Regions from separate parts of the Rattus norvegicus genome. Here region 2 is linked to region 1. A link is a contact called in public Hi-C data. All regions are on one chromosome and are shown on one strand. Each heading gives the region's core, a stretch centred on a gene start, on an enhancer-like site or on the middle of the called end of the contact. The rest is flanking DNA. Distances are from core to core; before and after follow the strand shown.

Region 1 (3,686 bases), core at 855-3,354:
CCCCTCACCTGTATTTTACAAATTCAATGGGGAGAAGGTTCTGATGAAGTCACCTGGTTCCTAAATACGTGACTAGACAGCTGTCCTTGGGGCAGTGGAATTAGCATCAAAATACAGATAACTCCAGAGCAAACCACAACATAATTTTTTTGTCACTTTGCTTTTTCTCTAAAACTTGAATGAGATACTACTTTGGAATAAAAGTTCCAGTTAAGGGTTAGCTTTTATGCACTTCTAATTTTACTAATATTGACAGAGTTGGACAGGGAGCAACTTAGAGGCACAGCAGTTGTCCTGTGTGGTGGTTCGAATGAAAATGACCCCCATGGCCCTTAGAAGTTGTGGCCTTTGCATACACACCACCATGCTTCCCACCATGACGATAATGGACTAGACCTCTGAACTGTAAGCCATACACACCACCATGCTTCCCACCATGATGATAATGGACTAGACCTTTGAACTGTAAGCCAGCCCCAATTAAATGTTTCCTTTATAAGAGTTGCCTTGGTTATAGTGTCTCTTCTCAGCAAAAGACCATTGACTATTATATACTATTAAGACATAGTTATATAGTATATTACTTTCACTAGCCTATACCTACTGTAGAATAGCAATACATTTAGAAAGTATTCATTTAAACATTGCTGTTTCAGTATCTACCCAACAATCTGAGATGGAATAGTTGCACTTTCAAACACTGTAGTTTAGGGCAACATGAAGTTTTCGGAAGACGTACACTTTCAAAGGAACAAATGCTTATAGTACTAGGCATCACTGCCCCCACCCCTTATGCCAGTCCCTTCCTCAGCCTTCTGTCTGTTCTTGTCCTCACATTCAAAAACTAAGAGGGAACCACAGCATTTATTTATTCTTCCTACCTGCCAAACAAAACAATCCTTAACTCCTTGGCAAATCTAAGATCAAGTTTTAAGATTTTTTAAAAACTAATATTACATTGGGTTTCTGCCATTTGGATCACAGACCCTATTCTTTCCAATGGGACAGGTGGCTGTGTGACAGATTGACCTGAGAAAGGCCCCTGTTCTTTCTAGCTAGTGTTGAAGTTTTTATACTCTGGAGGTACCTGTGGAGAAGGCTGAAGGGCTCCTTAGGGGACATTTCTTCCCTCTCCTTTACCCATCCAGCCACATGCTGGATGTAGTATGTAACACCTGATCATTCTGCCTGAGCCTAAAGCTGGTCTCAGCATCCCTAGTGTTTCAATTTAGTAGGCTTTACCCACTTTCTTACAACCACACCACATAGTTTGTCATATAGAAGTGGTGTCTCTAGGAGAGTGAGCTGAGATCTCATTCTGATCCCAACCTTTAGTGGCTGTTTGCAGCACTCACATTCCAGTCCCACCTGTTCCTGAATTTGAACACTGCAACCCTTTGACATTCGTCATACTCTCTCCCTCCTCTCCTCCCCTCTCCCCTTCACCCTCACCCACACCCCCTCACTGGTACAGGTCTGAGTTTCGGTTGTGTATTCAGGTTGCTCTTTAATTATTCCACTTGGATGTCTCCAATCATTTTAAACTTAATGTACCCTAAAAAATCTCCTCTCGGACACCCAAACCTGTTTGCTAGCCCTAGACTTGGGCATCATCAGATGATCTTCCCCCCGATCTGAGGTCATTCAGGTCCCAACGATCCTCAAAATGGTTACAAGCCATCTCCCATTTAGGTGACAGATCTTCCTACCTCTGGGCATATACTGTACAGATTCTAACCTAATTGGACAAGGCCAGTCCCTAACTTTAGCACTTGCATTGATTTGCCTCTGCTCCAGTTTCACGAGCGATTGTATCCCACTCCACAATGGATCTCTTACTCTCACACTGCCCAGTGCGAATTGCTTTGGTACCGCGTTGGGTAGGCGAGCACCGAGGCTCGCAGCTCTTGCCAATCCTGAGGATAGGTGGCTTTCCCTCTGGTGACAAAGATGGCTCACCAATGGATCACACCCCGAGGCTGGCAGGTTGCAAAGGAATGAAAACAGCGCCATCTCGAGGCGAGGTGGCGCTCTTAGGTGCGGACTGACGCGCATACCACTTCCGCCCTTGACGAGCGCAGGCGCATAGGACTCTTCCGCCATGCTGCCGCCTTCCGTGGCGCCTGCGAAGTTGTGATGCTGAAGCTCCTTGTAGGTCGCTGTGCTTGGCCTCTACTAGACTCCTGTGTGGTTCCACAATGCCTAAGAAAGCCGGTGCAACAAGCAAGGCCAGTTGCAAGTCCCGTGATGTGGAGAGGGTGGGCCACGGGGCTACACTGGCGGGGAACAGAAGGAGCGCCTGGCGGGCGGAAGACCTCCCTTCGGGTCCAGGTCTGAGACTTTCTAAGTCGCACATTAGCTCGCCTAAGGAACATTGGAGGAGTAGGCTCCTCTACGCACCCGCTGACCTCCGTCTTTGCTCCCGCACTCTGAGGGTTACACTTCCCGGCAGGCTATGAGTTCTGACCCCCAATAGCCTCCCAAAGGTGGCAGATCACTTCCTTCTGTCAAGGAGACTGCACTCCCTCCCCTAATATTTCCTGTTCTCTGTCGCTGTGATCCCAGCACCTTGAAGACACGGAGTATGGATCCTTATTCCTCTTCATACCCACTGTCTGTATATTGCCTAAGTTGTTAGATGGCATTAAAATGCCAGTCATTGTTCTTTCGGCAATAGACCCTAAACCCACTCTGAGCTGTGGGATGCATTGGTTATAAAGATGACTAACAAATGGCCCTTCTCTAGAGGAATAGAAACTATAAAGAGACTAGGGAACAAGTCCTAAGCTAGCAAAGAGATCTAAACAGGACACACTCCCTGCGCACACGTACACATACGTACACACACACACACACACTCACACACTCTAAAAGCTTTGACAAATGTAAGTAATTAATAGTCTCTGCTTGTAGGGAAAGTGAATTATAAGCCAACCAGGGAAAGCAGTCTAAGGAGAAAGGTGTGGACCAGGGCCAGGTCTTGCAGGGCAGTGCAAACACTGGTGGTTGGAGAGAAGTGGGTTGGACTGTGGAGGAACGTGGGACAAGCACCTTGGCTGCAAGCCCCTGGGTAGTGGGCCCAGTTTAGTGAAGATGAGGGTAGTGATGGGTCAAAATAAGTGAAGCATTTTGTTACCTATAAAATTGTGTGTTGTCATTTTAGGGTAAAAACCAAACCAAGGAACCAGAGACACCACCTCCCCCTACAGGGCCTGTAGCAACTGATTCTAAAGGCTTTGTCACCATAGCCATCCATGCCAAACCCGGCTCCAAACAGAATGCTGTGACAGGTACAGTCTGAGCACTGGGTGGGATTTGTATGTGGACCAAGCAGTTTCTTTTATCTTCTTTTTGACTTGTTATCTAAAAGTTTATCCTGTAACTGTAATAGTATTTTTATATCTGCATTTGGAAACGTCTCCACTTAAACATTCTATAGTCTCATATAAAGGTATTTGAAAGAAAATGTAAAAAAAAAAAAAAAAAGAAAGAAAAAAAATGTACAATATTTAATACCAAATCAGATAGACTCTCTATATCTTTTCCTTTTTAAAAATGTGGTGTTTTGGAGATGGGCCTGGTGTGTGTGAGTGTGTGTGTGTGTATCAGTAATTCACAAGTACTTAGGAACTGAGGCAGGAGGTCAGCTAGAATACAAATAAGACCCTGTCTCTAAACAACAAAAT
Region 2 (3,686 bases), core at 807-3,306, 140 kb before region 1:
CACAGAAACCTCAATCCATCAAAAACACTCATGGCCCTATCTTGCAAACCTGCCTGTTCCTCACAGCCTTTCCAGAAGCTGAAAACCAAAGACTCATATTTTAGTCACCATTCTTCCTACTACTTGTCACTCATGAGTTGGCAAGATGCCTGAGACCATGTCTTCTCTCTCCTGGTGAAAGTCCCACTCCAGCCCCCTCCCCTGCCCCCAGAGCCACCTCTATACAGGCCACCCGAGTCCTCTATCTAAACCCAACTATGATCTCGTTATTTCCCAGCTTCCTTCCATGGCTTCCACACTGATTCCTTCTTTCAATTCTCTCCCCTACTCATGACCACTCTGAGGCCACTGGGAGCCTTGGGCATTCCAGCTTTGGACAATTAGGGTTTTGGTGACCTGTCAGGAGATGAGGCTTTGACATAAGGATCTAGGAAACACTACGATGTGTGTGTTATGTCTACAAGTGAAAAGCACATTCTCAGGCTGTCACAGTCAGGGCAAAAAATCTAGACTAACTTTGCCCGAAAGGAGAGAAGGTGAGCCTACAGGAAAGGTGAGGAGGTGGGTGCAGGTGAAATTTGGGATGCAAAAAGAAACCGCCAAGTACCGTGAACAAAGTAAATGCCTCTCAGGAAGAGGACTCTATACCCGGTCACTGGACGGAACGGCTATGTTAAAAAGCAGTTCTCCAGCACGAGTGAGGCAGATACTTGGAAAATCCACTTTCTGTAGAGGGGAGAAATGGCAGAGGGTAATTTACAAAAGAGAGCTGTCTTCTAAACTAGGTGCAGTACCAGCGGACATTTTAAAGGCAAGTTCACAGGGATGGAAGAGGCAGCATTCACTTGTTCACGGGCAGATTCAGAAAAGAGCAAGTTATTTTATTTACCTCTCACAAAGGAGAATGCTATAAAGATTCTCACTCCCAAAATGTCTTTTTCAAAGCAGCCAGTTGAAATCCAAATAAAACAACTGTGAATGCACACGTTGGTTCTAGACCTACTGACCTGTATAAAGAAATCTCCAGAAGCTGCTGTCCAGCATGTTAGCAGAATCGCAAACAACTGACTTGACTTGTCAGGGCAAGTCCTTTGCCCCAAAATTATTGGCCCATGAAGCCCCCACACAGAGAAGCATGACTTAGGCTATGGGCACTGAACCATATAGGTCCATCCATGTTCGAAACCCAACTGTGCCATCCTGTCTGTGAGAACCGGTCTTGACTCCAATGAAGTAGCTCGCCTTAGGTGGGTCACGTTGCATTGTTAAGGCAGACCTGGGGCAAGAACCTAAGGAGGTCGCTTGTTCTTTCCATCTGCCTACTGACCAGGCAGCGAGTCCCCAGTTCAGCTATCCCCCATGCCGGGGGCGCCTTTGTCCCTCCCACTCACCAGAGAGCATCCGCGGAAGTGACCCGCGGGTGGGGGGCAGCCAGAAGGGGGGTGCAGTCCGTGGGGGGTGGGCGCGAGCAGGAGGGGAAAGAGGGGCGGCCGGGTGGTGATTGGCTGGGCTAGCCAGGCAGCTCCCGGCCAAGAACAAAAGAGAGCAGGCGGCGGGCGTCCTCGGAGTAGGCGCTCCCACCCGCCGGGCACCGGCTTCGCTGCTGCGGGAGGACGCGCCCACTAGCAGCCGGCGGAGCAAGGCAGGCGGCGCGCGTGGTTTCTCCGAGAAAGCCGGCCGTGCACCTAGGAATTAACCGGCCGGCGCGCGAGGGGAGGGAAGCGGGGCGGGCGAGGGGTGGAGGGGGGAATGCTGAGCGCGCGCGAGAACAATAATAAGATCGTGTTTGCGGTCGCTGCCCGAGGAGGAATTCGGAGGAGGCGCGAGGCCCGGAGCTCGCACGGAACCCAGAAGCTCGGCGGGGAGGCGGCGGCTGCATGAGGCTGGCGACGCGGCTCCTGTGAGCAGCGCGCGGTGGTAGCGGCGGCGGCGGGACTCGGCGCGGCCGGACACGGGCTCCCCTCCCCCGCAGCCGGGCGGGGATCTGCCAGGCCTGCGGTGCCCCCCGCCCACCGCTTGCCTCGGCCTCTGCCTCGCTGCTCTCCCTCGTCGGAGCGGCCGCTCGAGCGCCCGGCTCGAGGCCCGCGGGAAGCGCGGCGCGGTCCGTCGTCCCGCGGAGGGGCGGCCTCCCGGCATCTTCGCGGCGACCAAGGACCAGCGGGCAGGGGAACCAACGGGATGGCGCGTCCGCGGCCCCGCGAGTACAAAGCGGGAGACCTGGTCTTCGCCAAAATGAAGGGCTACCCGCACTGGCCCGCCCGGGTGAGTACGGCGGCCGCGCGCGCGGGCCCGCCCGCCCACCATTTTCCCTTCATGATGGCGCGCCCGCCCCCTTTCCCCATCACCTCGGCTCGAGCCCGCCTCGCGGCTGGGCTGCGCACCGGGCTCCGAGCCGAGGTGAAGGTCCCGGGCTGCGCCCTCACCGGCTCGGCGGCCATCCTGACGCCCACGTTCGAAGGCGGGTCCGGCCGGACAGGCCCGACGTCGCCGACTTCCAAGAAGGTGACTGGGAAGCGGGCCCGGGGTGGAGGCGCCGGCTCCCAGCACTGTCCTGGGTAGACGCCCTAGTCCGGGGCGAACGTCGAGGCAAGTAGGAAAGCGAAAGGCTGCTCCCCAGCCGGCTAGAGCCGGTGACGGTCAGTCCTAGAAAGGGGTTAGTCGTGCCGAGGCCAGCGGCAGCCTCGTGGCAGCTATCTTCGATCTCAGAGCATCCTTCATCTTCCAGACTTGTTGAGTGTTCCCTGGGATCGATTGCCTGTGCCCCACCTGCCCTCTCATTGTCCATTGCCTCCCTGGTGCCCTGGTTCTTAGAAACTGACAGCAAATAGCCTGTCACCGACTGGTGAGTTCAAGGAGCTCCTTGTGCCTTTTCACCTCCATATTTGTTTTAGGTCGGTTTCCGAACCTTATTCTTGGCCTCCAACCAAACCCACGACAGCTCTCTTCTTCCTAAATAGCGAGGCTGTCCCTAGGTTTTCTCTAGAAAGCATCTGCATTTAATACACAGCATTCAGTATTTTTATTATGCTCCCTGACTGAGGAAGAAGCATTACCATGTGTGCGCACTTTATGTTGGAAAAAAAAATCAATCACTTTTACCTTTAATTTGTTTAAATTTAATAGTTGGCAGTTGACTGACTGAAATAAATATAGTTAAAAGATAGTTAAGGCAGTTTGGAGACAATGTTGGTATTCTTGAGGAACAAAAATGGTCAAGGGAAAAGCTGACAGAAAGCGGGAACTCATGTGTTGTGTGGTAATGAAGTGAAGATAACATGACCAAGGGGAAAATACACCCATTCGCACAAGGAAGTGACATCAAGAGGGGCAGGCTGAAACTCGGTGAAGTTGAGGTAATGGGTAGACATAATCATTTTGAAATCGTTTGTTTTGGCATGATTTAAAAATGGAAAGGACATAGGGCCAGGAATTTAGGGGATCTGGAGAGTGGTTCAGGCACTGTTAGGAACTAATCATTTTAACTGCCTGCACATCCATTTCTGTAACTTTAAAATAATCATCTCTAGGATTCCTTCCAACACTAACAACCTCAGGCATCGGGAGGAAAAAACAGTCTTACTCAGACTCCACTTGGCTGTGATAAGTTCTTCATGTATAAACTTCAAGTTCTTAAATAAGGCAAGGTTTCAGAGTAGAAGTACGGGTTGTTACGGTTTTGTTTGTTC

Evidence for each region. A called contact is a pair of places that touch in the nucleus more often than the background predicts.
Region 2: a Hi-C map of frontal cortex shows a contact between it and region 1, with 2.6 times the contacts expected there. The contact joins the promoter of Hdgfl3 here to the promoter of C1h15orf40 in region 1. A contact is called at or near these places in 1 of 12 Hi-C or Micro-C datasets (frontal cortex) and 1 of 1 datasets of contacts at active chromatin or transcription factors (oligodendrocytes).

What each region holds. Positions count from the first base shown.
Region 1 is chr1:145,139,665-145,143,350 of GRCr8, reverse strand. C1h15orf40 (similar to human chromosome 15 open reading frame 40) reads left to right here and starts at 2,104. Exons shown (of 4, transcript NM_001024749.2): 1 at 2,104-2,228; 2 at 3,164-3,290. The coding sequence starts at 2,199.
Region 2 is chr1:145,284,295-145,287,980 of GRCr8, reverse strand. It overlaps Hdgfl3 (HDGF like 3), which reads left to right and starts at 2,056. Exons shown (of 6, transcript NM_145785.2): 1 at 2,056-2,262. The coding sequence starts at 2,179.